Regions from separate parts of the Mus musculus genome. Here region 2 is linked to region 1. A link is a contact called in public capture Hi-C data. All regions are on one chromosome and are shown on one strand. The core of a region is the stretch at or near the end of the contact, and the rest is flanking DNA. Distances in the headings are between cores, read along the strand shown.

What was found. Capture Hi-C pulls out chosen DNA fragments and counts their contacts.
Region 2: a contact with region 1 is called in a capture Hi-C map of embryonic stem cells, with 2.4 times the contacts expected there. The contact joins two enhancer-like sites. A contact is called at or near these places in 10 of 39 promoter capture datasets (the 3T3-L1 cell line, the C10 cell line, the HPC-7 cell line and 6 more), 1 of 115 datasets of contacts at active chromatin or transcription factors (embryonic stem cells) and 2 of 9 other capture datasets (embryonic stem cells and liver).

The regions. Positions count from the first base shown.
Region 1 is chr2:156,340,912-156,348,703 of GRCm38.p6, forward strand. Cnbd2 (cyclic nucleotide binding domain containing 2) reads left to right here. Exons shown (of 13, transcript NM_027585.2): 8 at 691-829. It also overlaps the pseudogene Gm14253. Among named protein-coding and RNA genes, the nearest start is that of Scand1, 32 kb to the left of the region's middle. Within about 2 kb of position 4,175, at least 50 of the 459 cell types and tissues checked have an H3K27ac peak or open chromatin away from gene starts, as enhancers often do. A contact at or near this core is called in embryonic stem cells, where this site is marked.
Region 2 is chr2:156,599,582-156,607,373 of GRCm38.p6, forward strand. No RefSeq gene overlaps it. Among named protein-coding and RNA genes, the nearest start is that of Gm14169, 9.9 kb to the right of the region's middle. Within about 2 kb of position 4,305, at least 5 of the 459 cell types and tissues checked have an H3K27ac peak or open chromatin away from gene starts, as enhancers often do. A contact at or near this core is called in embryonic stem cells, where this site is marked.

The sequences.
Region 1 (7,792 bases), core at 2,925-5,424:
GTATGGCCCTGTATGACCTGTTCCTATGTCTTGCTCAGAAATGAACTCAGCATGTTTGATGCCCATGTAAACTTGAGTTAACCAGCTCAGCCAACCTGGGTCCATTGAGTTTTGAGCCCATCACATGTTAGCACTAAGGGAAATGTGTCACTGTTAGCAGCCCCTTGGAGCCAACAACCAGAGAGACACAGCTTCTGACTCAAGGTCCAAGAGGTTAGGGGAAGAGATGGCCTCTTTGGAGTGGACCTTTAAACAACTCCAAAAGACTCCAGACATCTTGACTTTCCTCGGGATCAGAGCAAAATGATTGAAGTTCACAGGCCTGAGGCTGCTAGAGGATGGTTTAAGCTCCAAGACCAGAGGCAGGGCAGGACCGAGTAGCCAGTGCACTGAAGTAAGAAACCTCACCTGAGCTGACATTCCTTGGCATGGGGTGAGCTTGTCAAGCTGGAGCTGTAAAGAGTAGCAGAGGAGATTTGGAAGAAGATTCCTGGATATAGAATCAGAGTGGGGTACTGCGCAACCCCAGAGTTTGAGCAGCAACAAGGAGGGGCCCTCAGCTGAAGAGGAGGCCTTGAAGAAATGGGTGACCACAGACTGGGTGAGGTACCTGCATGTGTCCTGGCAAAATCTTACACCCCAGGCATTTTCCCAAGAGCCAAAGTTCTAATAGGCTTCTCTCTCCCCCAGGAACTTGGACATATTCCAGTCTTGGTCTGAAGAGAAGCTCTGGAAGCTGGTGGCCTTGGGGAGGATAGAGAGGTTCTCATACGGACAGATGGTGTCTAAAGACTTTATGAATTCGGCATTCATCACATTTATCTGCCAGGTGAGGTCTGATCTGGGAGCAAAGCTGGGAAGAGCAGGTCTCATCTAAAGCCCTCGGGCCAGGCAGACATATTTGAGCCTGTTCTGCAGTATACACAGCACGTGTATTTTTCTGACCTTCCTTGTTCTGGCTTCATGCCTCCGGGGCAAAGCACAGAGAGCGTGTCTCAGTGGGTCACTGTGCCTCAGAGGGTCACTGTGTCTCAGTGGGTCACTGTGCCTCAGTGGGTCGGGATGTACAGTGCACCCCTGTTAGTGGAGGTGGGGATGGGAGTGCATTTCGAATGTTGGAAAATGAGCGTAGGACCTAACTCTATGAACTACATCTTTTGCTGCATACACCCCTATAATTCAGCTTCATAACTTAGACACAGCAGGAGACTAAGTCATCATAAAGCAGCTGTTAAATACGGAAGAACCATATCCTCACCTTTTTTTTTCTAATAGCCTAAGATGAAATTTATAGAAATTGTATTTCTATCACAAAATAAACCACAATTTGTGTGTTCTGGGGCCACTGTGAGGTAAAACAGTCACCTGATGTTTGCACAGTGGAGCTGTTAACTGAGGGATTTAACAGGCCTCCCAGGTAGACGGTGCATATGCCATGGACACACTGGTCATGGCTCATGTCCCAGGCATGACAGAAAAGGGTGGCAAGAAATAGATTCGTGGTACTCAGAAAGGTGCACAACTTCAGGCTTACGATCTGTGCGCTTCTAAAGCTTCCCAGTTAATATTCACACTTAGGAAGACTATGGGTAGCTATAACCACAGATGAGTTCGTTTAGGTTTCACAACTCCCGTCTCATTTTGGCCTCACACTAGCCTCCCAGAGGTTGGTAGGGCACTCGCTCTCTTCTGACAGAGAATAACCAAGGTACAAGAATATGGCTGTCTACGGTCATGGAGTGGAAGGGAGGGGGCAAGGTTCAACCCAGCTCTGTCTGACTCCAAAGCTCTTCTAGAGAACTGGGACTGAAGTTGACCGGCCAGTTCCTTACACTGCACATCACCAAAGACATTTGGTGCATTTTGGCCAACCTTATGCTGGTCCAGGGTATGAACGGAGGCAAAGATGGGGAAGGCTCATTTTCTCCGTCTCGTCCACTGGACCTGCAGCATAGTCAAAGCTGACAATGCCAAGTGCCAGGGATATTTATAAGTGGTTTCCAGGGACTGGGAGGACTGCTGCAAGGCTGGAGGCTTTGAAGGAACTTCCTGAAGGAGCCGAGAGGAAGATGAGACCCGTAGATCCAAGGTATACACAGGACTGACATGCTCTGGAATTGGCTTGTGTGGGCATCCCCAGCTGAGTGTTACATATCAGCCATTTTATGAGTTGGTAACACAATACTTTTTTTTGTTGTTTAACTTATAACTTTGTTGATAATAATCACATGTAAAGATATTTTAGAACACTCATATAGGAGACACGGGATAACAATGGGAGCTCTTTGGGATTCATGTAACTCCTGCAGGCAACTCTAGAGGCTTTCTCAGTCAAGAGCAGAGGCCCAAAACTGGCCAGATTCATTTTGTGGAACCAACCGCACGCCGTGCACTGACTTCCTGTCCGAGCCTTGAGTTTACTGTGGAAGATAGTGACAGAGAGCCTCAGTATGCTGCAGTGCCACAACATGAAACCAACCCATTTGTCGTCCTCAAGCAGACAGTGTCACCGCAGGATAGGGGACCAAGTGCGGTTGCTTGCCTCTGGGAGGAGTGCTCCCTGAGCCTGCCTTTGGAGCAGGAAAAGACATAAAAGCTCATCTCAATGGGGACTAGAAAATCAGGATGAGGGAGGGTGAGACCCCCAGGAGCTCACTGTAAATTGGAAGTATAACTGGATCGCAACTGACACTTCCTCCCCCACTCCCCTCCGCTTCTGAGCTGCAGCCATGATGTAACAACAGACAGATTTGGGAAAGGGACTCCAGAAAACATTTCCATTCCGTTGTGACTTCACAAACATCAAATGGAAATGACAGAGACCCCTCCCACCAGTGGAGTGATTAAGAAAAGGGCGGGACAGGACACTTAATGAATACTAATTAAATGCATACTATTTCAAGTGTCTGCTGCATACCAAGTGGTCATCCTCTGAAGACCCGGTAGGAAAACGCTTGCTCGACAGGGCAGAGAGTGTGAGAGGAGACAAATGAACCAGATCTTTTGGAGATCAATAGGGGGAGGTCAAAACAGGCCGGTGGGCCGGGTGTGGTGGCGCACGCCTTTAATCCCAGCACTCCGAAGGCAGAGGCAGGCGGATTTCTGAGTTTGAGGCCAGCCTGGTCTACAAAGTGAGTTCCAGGACAGCCAGGGCTACACAGAGAAACACTGCCTCAAAAACAAAACAAACAAACAAAAAAACCCGAAAAACAAACAAAAAACAAAAAACAAACAAACAAAAAAAAAACCAGGCCGGTGGGACAAACCAGGAATTCCTGAGCTTGGAAAGTTCTCTTGCCTAAAATCTAAAAAATGATTCGTGCCTTCAGTAACCTGGGGCCATGGTGTTCTATGAGGAAAAAATCAAATACAAAAAGGATCTTGGGGCCAGCAATATGATTCAGTGAGCAAAGGAGCTTGCCGCCAAGCCTGATGACCTGAGTTCAATCCCTGGGATTCATTGACACGGTGGATGTTGAGAACCAATCCCAAGCTGTCCTCTGGCCTCCACATCCATGCTGTGGCATGAGGCCCTCTCAAGAGGAAGCCTCATGTGAGACTGAGAGATGGCTTTTGGGATTTTTTTAAAACTCACTAGGGAATTTCTAATAAGTGTGCGTATTTTATTCAATATGAGTAGTGTTGGCACCCCCTATTTTTGTCATGCCAAGGATTGAACCACGGGTGTATTTACCACTGAGATACACCCCCATGCCCCCTTAAAAGATAGTTTATATTAATTATACATTTTCTAACATCTGCCAGTCTTATTTTGGAGACAGGGCATCTATTTGTAGCCCAAGGTGGCCTTGAACTCTTCATCCTCCTGTCTCCACTGTTGAGAATTCCTATGCCCCATGCGGGGGCCTAATGCACCCCTTATGTGGTAACATTTGTGTGCCTGGGGAAAGTGCACGTTTCTCCATTGTTAAACTTATCAGCACCACTGGGGGGAGTGTTGTTCTTCCCGGGCCAGGCCCCTCTCCCAAAGGGATTAAGGCTGGCTATCACCAGAGCAAAAGGGGATTTATCTCAGGCCTGTTAGTTAAGTAGGTAGCAGATTGGTGGAGGGCTGGAGGGGTGGGGAAAGCTGCCGAGGCAGATTCTGAACTGCAAATGCCCGATACTCAGGCGAAGGAGGAAGCCACTCTCACAGCCCTTGCCCACAGTAAACAAGCAGCTAACCAGCACTTCCCAGCCTGTGGGAACCAGCACATCCACCAGTGGGACCCAAAGAGCCCCAGCACCTTTGCTGCAAGAGCAGGAATTGAAATGATTGGCTTCCGGACTCTACAGGTTCGGGGGACTGACTATGCTAAACTTCATGTTCTCTGCCTCAGGCTTGGAAGGCTGAGGTTACAGGACCACCCAGGGCCACTGGAATGGCTTTCATTCTGTTCTCACCTCCATTATTCATCTGTAAAATGGGACCACTCACGGCCGGGCGTGGTGGCACACGCCTTTAATCTCAGGCACTCGGGAGGCAGAGGCAGGCAGAACTCTGAGTTCAGCCTGGTCTACAGAGTGAGTTTCAGGATAGCCAGGTCTACACAGAGAAACCCTGTCTGGTTAAAACAAAACAAAACAAAACAAAACAAAAACAAACAAACAAAAAATGGGACCACTCATTCAAAAAGTCTTGCAATAGTTTAATGTTCAAAATCTTTTTTTTTTTTTTAATTTTAAAGAAGGTGTGTGAGCCGGGCATGGTGGTGCACGCCTTTAATCCCAGCACTCGGGAGGCAGAGGCAGGCAGATTTCTGAGTTCGAGGCCAGCCTGGTCTATAGAGTGAGTTCCAGGACAGCCAGGGCTACACAGAGAAACCCTGCCTCGAAAAACCAAAAAAAGAAAAAAAAAAAAAAAAAAACAGAAGGTGTGTTAGAGAGATGGTTCGGCTATTAAGAACATGTACTGTTCTTATGAAGGCTACCAACCACCTGTAACTCCAGCTCCAGGGTATGTGATACATTCTTCTAGCCTCAGATGGCAACTGAATTCACACACAAACACACACACACTCACACACACACACCTTTGCACAAGTGCATCTGTGTGCAATCAAAAAATAATAAGTCTTTTAAAAAAATAACTTTTTTTAAAGCATCCTTGGTTAATGTTCATCTGCCACCCCAGGGCTTCTAAACAGGGCCCAGCCCAGCCGGCAGCCATAGTTGGGAGCTCATGAGACACAAGTTCTGTCAGGTACAGTGGCCGCTCTATGTAATCCTACCATCCGGAGGTAGACACAGGGGTTCAGCGTCATCCTTAGCTATCTAGGGAGTTGGGAGTCATCGTTGGCTATGAGACATGGCCTCAAAAAACAAAACAAAACAAAACAAAACAAAACAAAACAAAACAAAACAAAAACAAAAACAAAAAACCCCAATAAATCAGAGTCTCATCCAGGTGCAGTGGTGTATGTCTGTGCTCTTGCAGTCCAAGCACCTGAGACACTGACATCAGAAGATTGATTCAAAACTGAGGCCAGCCTGGGCTATATAGCGCATTCCAGGACACCCTCCTGGTGTTGGACAGCCTATGGGTATTGGCAAGTATCAACCTAGTGTGATATATAATAACTGTACTGTCCTAAAGCCACCCAGTTCCACCTATGCCTACCCCACCTTCCAGCCAGAATCATAGGTCTGTTTTTTTGTTTTTGTTTTTTTTTTTTTTGGTTTTGGTTTTGGGTTTTTTTTTGTTTTTGTTTTTTCTTTTCTTTTCTTTTCTTTTTTTTTGTTTTTGGAATTCTCGTTCCTTTATTTTTTGATAAACTGCTAGTAAGCTCCCATTAGAAGATCTTTAACATTATACCAAGTTGTCTTGGTCTTCTGATCATATATACACACACACATATATATATGCATCTTTTTTCAAGTAAAGAAATGTTTAACAGATGTAAACTATTTATTGAATATTTGCCACCAAATATTGTTAAATACATTATCTTGCAGCATATCACTTTCAAGTTAAAATGTCAGAAACAAACACCAATATTTACAGTTCTTGTAAGGAATGTTATATAATGACACATTAAGGCGTAAATTCTTTTGGCTTATAATTCTTAAAAGAATGATAATAGCAAAAGTGATGCAAAATCTTCAGTGTGAGATTATGATTAAGCTACATTTTACAAAAATATGGTGTAAGATGGCAATAATCCCATTCAACATCCTGGATTAGGTCCCTCGGGAGGGACTGATAATTTATACAGTCAAACTTTAAAATTTACAGATAAATGCAGTTTAATACTGCCACTGAGAAGTACATCTCTTAACATATACAACTTTCAGGCCACAGTTTTGAAGGTCTGAAGTATCAAGTTGGTTTGATGAATTAGCCGGTTGGCACTTATGAACACATTTATTGCCTTGCCATCTTTAAAATAAGTCTTTAGAGTGTCACTGAAACTTTTGGAGTATTTTACAAATTCTTTCTTTTGGTGTTCAAGTGCCCTGCGGTTCTGGTACTGATATTTTTTGAAGACATTATTCACTGTATCAAGTAGTTCTTTTATTGCACTAGCTATATCCTTGATTGTCTGCAGAAACCTCACTCTGTCATTGATCTCATCGGGAATCTTACTGAGAATCTGTTTAAGTGCCCGTGCCTTTTCATTTAGGTCCTGGAATTCTGGCTCTGGCCGCTCAATCATGTACTCTTCTACGTCATCAGCTGCCATACGAAGGAGGGACTCAGTGAAGTTAACTTCTACACTTTTTTTCTCTAATATTTTCATAATGATGTCTTGTGTGAGGCCTGGATTTTCCTTTTCAGCCTTAATGAAAGCGGCTCTCAGAGTCTGAGCTGCAGACAAATTTACTCGTTCTAGCTCATTAAACACAGGATACATGACTGCATAGAGAGGCATAGAAACCATGGAAGTGATCTCAGCTTCATTCTTCATCTCTTCCATTGTCATCCTCATTCAAAAGCCAACTACAGTAGAAAAAGCAATGCTAAAATGCAGAGGAATCTTCATTCACTGCCGAATTTCTTCCCTTTTTTATGTGTATGTGATAAAGACTGGTACACAAAGAAGAACAGCAATCGGCAACTGAGGCACGGACTTCACTTCCCACCTTTGGAGCCCTCTTCAACTCCCGGATCAATTCACTCAGGCGACGCCGGAAGGACCCCTGTTTTTGTTTTTTCAAGACAGGGTTTCTCTGTGTAGCCCTGGTTGTCCTAGAACTCACTCTGTAGACCTGTATGTATGTATGTATGTATGTATATATATATATATATATATATATATTGCAAATTCTCAGACCCAAGAGCTATTAAATCCAAAAGTCCAGGAGGGAGGGCTTGTTAACAAAGCTCCAAGAATTCTGAAGCACACTAGAGTAGTTTTGTTTTGTTTTTTGTTTTTTGAGATAGGGTTTCTCTGTGTAGCCCTGGCTGTCCTGGAACTCACTTTGTAGACCAGGTTGGCCTCGAACTCAGAAATCTGCCTGCCTCTGCCTCCGGAGTGCTGGGATCAAAGGTGTGCGCCACCACGCCCGGCTACTAGAGTAGTTTTTAAAAATCTATTTTACTTATTCACTTTACACCCTGCTCCCGGTTGTCGCCCCCTCCAGTCTTCACCCCCCTTCTCCTCTGAGCAGGTGGGGGCCCCTCCCACCCTGGCACTTCAAGCCTCTGTGAAGCTAGGCTCTTCCTCTCCCACAGAGGCCAGACAAGGCAGCCCAGCTAGTAGAACATATCCCACATACAGGCAGCAGCTTTTGGGACAGCCTCTGTTCCAGTTGTTTGGAACCCACATGAAGACCAAGCTGTACATCTGCT
Region 2 (7,792 bases), core at 3,055-5,554, 260 kb after region 1:
GAACTCAGAAATCCGCCTGCCTCTGCCTCCCAAGTGCTGGGATTAAAGGCATGCGCCACCACACCCAGCTAAAAATTTGTATTTTTATATCTTCTGTTCCAGTTTGCACATTTTTCTTGCCTTATTTCATTGACTATAAAAGGACACTGAACTAATATAGTGGTGGTAGACTATTAATCTAGAGGGAGAAGCATTCTACTTCCTGCTGATAAGTGTGGTGTGGGTTGTAGGGTTTCATATGTGCTCTTCATAAAATTCCTAGTGTGCTAACCATTTTTGAACTATTAATAGGGGTTGATTTTACCAAATAAAAATTCCTGGGCTGGAGAGAGATGGCTCAGCAGGTAAGAGCACTGACTGCTCTTCCAAAGGTCCTGAGTTTAAATCCCAGCAACCACATGGTGGCTCACAACTGTCCGTAATGAGATCTGACAACCTCTTCTGGTGTGTCTGAAGACAGCTACAGTGTACTTACATATAATAATAAATAAATCTAAAAAAATTCCTACATCTCTTGAAACCATTTTTAGGCCATTCTGTTAAAATGGCAAATCTGGGATGGTGAGATGGATCAGTGGGCAAAGGCCTCAGAAATTCGCCTGCCTCTGCCTCCCAAGTGCTGGGATTAAAGGCGTGGCCATCACCGCCCAGCATCTCCAGAGGAATTTGTGGGGTTGATACACTCTATTCTCTGAGGTCTGGGGAGATTTGCCAGGCAGGCTTCCTGGTCTTAGTGCTTTCTTCATGAGTGTTTTTTTTTTTTGTTGTTGTTGTTGTTTTGTTTTGTTTGTTTTTAAGATTTATTTTATTTTATTTTATGCATGTGAGTACACTGTAGCTGTACAGATGGTTGTAAGCCTTCATGTGGTTGTTAGGAATTGAATTTTAGGACCTCTGCTCGCTCCAGTTGGCCCTGCTTGCTCTGGCCCAAAGATTTATTTATTATTATACATAAGCTATCTTCAGATGCACCAAAAGAGGGCGTCAAGTCTCATTACGGTTGTGAGCCACCATGTGGTTGCTGGGATTTGAACTCAGGGCCTTCGGAAGAGCAGTCAGTGCTCTTAGCCCGAGCCATCTCGCTAGCCCCCTTCACAAGGTTTTTAAGTCACAAATTTAATTTCTTTACTAGATGTTAGAGCTAGTCAATATTTAAATTTCTTTTTAAATCCATTCTAGTATGTCATGCTTTTTAAGGGATTGTCTGTATCAACTGAATCATTAAATTTCTGCCATAACGATGCTTTCTGATATCTTCTCACTATCATTTAAACACCTGGAGCAGCTGTACTGGTGGCCTTTTGTCACTCATCAGGGCTAGGACTTACCTTTGAACTTGTGCTCTTCTCCTTCTCTCCCCTCTGCTCTGTTCTCCAGAACCAACTTTTGGGGATGCGAGACGGGGTCTCACTGTGTAGCCATGGTTAGCCTGGAACCCACTTCGCAGGTCAGGCCAGCCTCAACTTTGTGCCTCCTGAGAGCTCAGATTATAGGCATTGCACCACCATGCTTAGCTTCCAGAACCAACTGTAGATGCTCAAGTTGTATTTTATTTTCACTTTAACTTGTAATCTTTAGTTTGAATGTTATTGGTTTTGTTTTAAGACAATGGTCTCTTTGTGTAGCCCTAGCTGGCCTAGAACTCACAGTGAACCATCCACCAGTCTCTGCCTCTTGAGTATTTGGGTTAAAGGTGTGTACCACTGCACCTGGTTTCAGTTTAAATATTTTGAAACTAATTCTTTCCTTTTTTTTTTTTTTTTTTTTTTTTTGGTTTTTCGAGACAGGGTTTCTCTGTGTAGCCCTGGCTGTCCTGGAACTCACTCTGTAGACCAGGCTGGCCTCGAACTCAGAAATCCGCCTGCTCCCAAGTGCTGGGATTAAAGGTGTGCGCCACCACTGCCCGGCACCAAATCAATTCTTAAAACTCAAGTCATGAACTTGACTAGGTAGGGGCCAGTTCCCAGCTTCTTGGGAGATATTTTTCTTTAATCTCACTTAAGCCCAAGCCTGAGACAGATAGATCTGGCTCTGGGTGGCATGAGTTGCTCTGAGCATCTACCCTTTGGCAACGTCATACTGTTCTCGAGTCCGTATTTCACAGACTTGGTGTTACCCCATGCTTTAGTCAGGGTCTGATCGCTGTGAAGAGACACCATGACCGCAGCAACTCTTACAAAGGAAAACATTTAGCTGGGGCTGGTTTACAGTTTCAGAGGTTTAGTCTATTCTCATCATGGTGGAAAGCCTGGCAGTGTGCAGGAGATGCCAACAGCTCTATATCTTGATCTGCAGGCAGCAGCAGGAGACTGTGTGCCACACTGGACGTGGCTTGAGCATATGGGACCTCAAAGCCTGCCTCCATGGTGACATACTTCCTCTAACAAGGCCTCGCCTCCTAATAACGCCACTCCCTATGAGCCAAGCATGCAAACACATGAATCTGTGGGGGCCGTAGCCATCCAACCCCCTCTCCCCAGCATAATGTTCTCAGCCTCAGCGTGGCACTTCTTTGGGGGCTCAGGTTCCTTCTTTGTTTCTGGCATGCATGGTAGTTTAAATTCTTTCTGTATAATCTTGAAACATTTTTCGAAGATTTATTTTAGCTGGGCATAGTGTTAGTGGTGCAGGTGTTTAATCCCAGTACTTGTTTGGCAGAGGCAAGCAGATCAGAGTTCAAGTCCAGCCTGGTCTACATAATAAGTTTCAGGGAAGCCAGATCTACACAGTGAGACCTTGTCTTGAAAAGAAAAGAAGAGAAAAGAAAAGAAAAGGAACGGAAAGGAAAGGGAAGAAAAGAAAAGAAAAGAAAAGAAAAGAAAAGAAAAGAAAAGAAGAAACAAAACTAAAAGGAAAGAGAAGACAAAAGAAAATTCAGTTTATTTTATTTTTAACTGTTTGTGTGTCCACAAGAGTGCAGGTACCAAGGAGGCCAGAGGAGGGGGTCAGATCTGGAGCTGGAGTTGCAGGTAGCTGTGAGCAATGTACAGTGTGGGTGCTGGGATCTAAACCACACAGGTCTTCTGAAGGAACAGTCAGTGCTTTTAACCCAGTCATCTCTTTCGACCTCTAGAGTTTGTTGTTGTTTTTTAATCTAGCTCTCTCTCTCTCTCTCTCTCTCTGTGTGTGTGTGTGTGTGTTTCCCACCTTTGACTTTTTGCATAGACCACGCCCTCTGTCTGGAATGTTTCCACTCCAACCTGGGGGGGGGCGGGGAGCGGGGATGCCCTTCATCCCCTTTGTTCTTGAACTTTGTGTTTCATTTTCATTTTGGTCGAGCTTGGCTGGATTTTGGGTTTGGTCTTTGCGTGGAGTCCAAGCTGGTCTTGAATTGGCTTCGTAGCTGATCTTGATCCTCTTGCCTTGATTCCCCAAGCAAGGATTACAGGAATGTCAGCACTACTGGGTCCTTTTTTACTCTTTTCCTTAGATATTGCCTTCTCAAGACATTCTGCCTGATTAGCCCCCAGCGCCTCTACTTGTTTGTTTGTTTTTGAGACGAGGTTCTCTGTGTAGCCCTGGCTGTTCAGGAACTTGCTCTGTAGACCAGGTTGACCTCGAACTCCGAGATCTGCCTGCCTCTGCCTCCCCAGTGCTGGAATTAAAGCATGCGTGGGTCATCATGCCCGACTAAGCTTGCCATTCCTTAAAGAGTTCAGTGATTTTCCAGGCTGACTCCTGGCTCTCCATCAGTAATCCTGTCCACTCCTTGCCTTCAGTCATTGTCTCTCCGGCCTAGCCGCTCCCTCACTGTGCATTTTCCTGGCATTGTCTTAAGGGCTCTGGATCATGAGGAGACTCCTTGGGACCAGAAGAAAAGCCTTGGCCTTAAAGGTGGAATTCTAGCTTCCTCACATCACCCTGAGCCTCACCCCTGCTCCGTGGCCCGCTTCCCACAGCCTTACCCCTCTCGGTAGCCCTCCCCATCTCTATGGCCTCACATTCTCAACAGGGTCTCCTTCTCCAAGCCTCGTACTCCTGGCAAAGCAGCACCTGCTCGCACCCTGACTGTTCTGAGCCTCAGACTGGCTCAGCTCTGCTTCTGAGATGAAGGCCGAGCCCTTAGCCTGCAGCTGAGGGTCTTCCCAGAGCAAAACTACAGCCCGGGTCCTCTGCCACTGTCTGTGGAGATGCACGGGGACAACCTCTGGCCCATGCCAGCCCCTGTCAGCAACTCTTTCCTTGTCTCCCTGCCTGCTCCAGACCCAGCAGAAAGACCTGTCGTGCTGAGTGTATCCTGTAGCCCTCCAATATGAAAGAGCAGACGGAAGCATTAACCCAACGCGCACAGACACACCCACGTGGGTGTGACTACAGAAATCTTTGTCAGCTGACTCGGTCTCCTAGGCTTATCTGCCTCCTAATCCAAGATGTAGAGCAGTGGCACCAACCAGGGCCCCCAGAAAGGACACACAGGTTAGGGTTGTGAGGCACTTTGAAAGGGGCTCACAGGGTGCCTGCGCAAGCAGGTGGGAGCTAGATGTCCCTCTGTAGATGTCTGTGTGTTACCCTGGTGACAATGGCTTTAGGGCTAGCTTGAGAGTGTTGGGGCTGGAGAGGGCCTGTGGCACGTCTCTCTCCCTTTTACTTCTCCCTTGCCATGGGAGGGCCAATGGCTTCCCACATACCCACCCACCCCCAGCAAGGTTCTGTGTTGGTCTGGGAATGGCAATTCAAACAAGTGCTCTCTGCCCATTGGAGACAGAGTCTGTCTCTGCCTGAGACAGACTCCAGCCTCGGCTACTTTATGTGCGAAGTCACTTTTTTGGACCTCAGTTTTTTACTTGGAAAATGAGTTTGTGAATCCAGCAGGGGCCTTGGGAGAAGCAGCTGAAATGACTGTCTGGGGTCTTTCTTACTGCTCATGGGAAATCAATAGGCCCTCACGCTCCCCACTCCCCACCATGTGACTGCTCAAGGCAGGTGACATCCCACCCCTCCCCAAGACAGGGTCTCAGGTAGGCCAGGCTAGACTCGAACTCACTGATCCTTTGGCCTCACCTCCTTAGTCCTGGGATTTTGGGTGTGTTCTACTGTTCCTAGTTTATATGGTGCTTGGATTTGAACCCAGAGTTTCATGAATGCAAGGCAAACACTCTACCAACTGAGCTGTTAATGTATCTGCAGCCCGAGGCAACTTAGTCTTATTTTAAACTGAGACTTTTAAACTTCTCCCATTGCTGCTGGTCTGGGTCTTACATACAATCTGGCCCACGGAGACGTTTGGAATTGCACCAAGGAAAGGAAGGAGCTGGGGAGGCTGCTCATATCCTGGTCAGGACATTAGGATTTGGGGTGAGAATGGTCTTCATAGACCCAAACATGTCTCTGCCTTTGAATCCTACAGATCCATGTGTCTTGGTATGGGGACGGGGACTGCAGGGCTTCAAGGCTTGCTCCAACTGTTAGGTGGTCTGGCCCCTAGCTCAAAAAGTGCATAAAGGCCAGGCTGGCACACAGTAGGTGCTCAGAGTACAGGACTCAACCTCTCCTGCTGCTTCCCTCTCTCCTCCCATGTTCCCTTTCTTCTGTGAGAGAGATGTCTCCAAGGAAACAGTAGGAATTATTTTAAGAAAAGAGCCGAGGCCTTGGGTGGGAGCAGATGGTGGCTTGGGCCTTGGGGAGGCAGAGGCAGGCTGTGCTGGCCCCTGGAGGAGGCAAGGAGACCCAGGTTGCCTCCCTCCAACTCCCATCCCAGAAAGCTTCAGGGCAGGACCTGGAGGCACATCTGTATCAGAGAGCAGAGGCAGAAAATGTTTTCAGCAACCCAAAGAACAATGTGTGGCCTTGTCCGTGTGTTTGCCTCCCCCACCCCCCGGTGGCCCTGAAGACATGCCAGCCTTTAGCCCTGTGGCCTCTGAGTGACCTGGAGGCCCAGTGGCCAGGGATGGGACAGGAAACAGGTTGGATTGAGGCTTGAGTCCTGAGCTCAGGACAGCAGGTGTTCCTGTGCTGAGCAGAAGCTCTTTCACCCACTGGCTCATTCTTTCCTCTCACACCCACGGGTTCCTTCCTCCTTGGATGTCCTCCTCAGAGCATCCTTCTTGTGGGATTTTCTTATCCCGTTTATACCGATGAGGAAACTCAAGTATGGAGAAACAGAATGAGTTCTGAAGACCATACACAAAAGGCAAACATCTCTCTCCCAGCCTCAGCCTCAGCCTCTCTAGACCCCATCACCTTCAGCAGAGGCCCCTACTCCTTGCAAGGACATAGAATCTGTCATGATTTGTCCCCTGCTGACCTACGTGGCTCTTTATCTCCATGATCTGACTCATGTGCACCAGTCTCTGCACATGCCCTCAGGATGGAGAGTCCTCCCTGCCCTCCTCTTTTGCCTTAGGTTCCATCCTTCATCTCTGCAGACCAGGGCTTCCACGCTGTGGAGGATGGGTTGGCATCCCTCTGAGACAGCTGTGTTCTCTCTAGTCTCCAAAGGCCACCGCACCCGAGGCATAGACTCAATGGGTATCCATGAAAAGGATGCGTGAGTGGCTGAATAAAGACAGGGAGCACTGGGGACTTCCCCTCCTGGCTTCAGTTTGTTCTCCTAACATTTTGCAGGCACCTCCTCCAAGCCAGGCCTGGTGCCAGCCCCGGGGACAGCCATAACTCAGCCTCAAAAACCACTTTGCAGTTAGTTTACCAAGGGCCTCTGTTGTATGAGTAAGTCACTGGCCCTGCCATGCCAGTCTCTTTGCTTCTGTCTACTTTCCACGGAAACAAAGGCCCAGTGAGGAGGTTGGTTACATTGTAGCCAGTTGTGCTATAGCCAGGATAAGGTTGGTTACATTGTAGCCAGTTGTGCCATAGGCAGGATTGGAACCCAGGTCTGTTCACTCAGCCCACACACCTTTCTCACAGAGAAGCCAGGGCAAAACCAAGCAGAGGGATCTAGAAATAGTTGGGAATACTGGTGAGGTGAGGGATAAGAAGAGGACAGTCCCTGTTGTCCCCATGCTAGGAGAAATTTCCCTCACAGTTTTAGAATCTCCTGTTTGTAGGCAGTTGATGGAGAAGAGCTGGTAAAGGGCCTGCCACAAGGCCTGATGACCCGACTTCCATCATCAGAACCCATTCGGTAGCAAGAGAGAAATGATTCCTGCAAGCTATCCTCTGACCTCCATATACATGCTACAGCACACACACTCATATGTACACACATTGTGGTACACACACTGACACACACTGACATACACACACACACACATAAATAAATAAATAAATAAATAAATAAATAAATAAATAAATAAATAAATAAAATTTAAGAAGAATTTCCCCCTTGCATGGAGTTACACAGACACAGAGGTCCGGTCGTGGTGGGTACCAAGTCTGACAAGCACTTCCATTTGACAAAAGCTTGAGGTAATACTGAGTCTGAAGGAGTTACTTCCAAACTCATGGATGTTTGTCAGTCTGGGTCCCCAAAAGCAGACCTCTAACAAAGCCCTTGAGTGTAGGTAGTTATCTGGGAGGTGATGGAGGCAGCCCGAGGAACTGAAGAGGATGAGAGCATGCAGGAGAGGAAGTTAATAAAACGTACCCTAGGGAGTAGAGGACCACGGTGGGCTACTGGCCTCTATCCTACACCTTCTGAGAAATAGTGAAGGACATCCCAGAACCGTTGCTCCCAAAGACTGGTGGCTGGGGCTTCAGTTCTGGGGGTGTTGACCTTACCCTGCACTCCAGCTATCTTGGATTCTCACTGGATGACTCCAACCTCCACGGGTAGGCAGAGAAGGGCAGCAATGTGGGCACCTAAGGGTCATGGTCAGAAGCTGTCCACCACAGA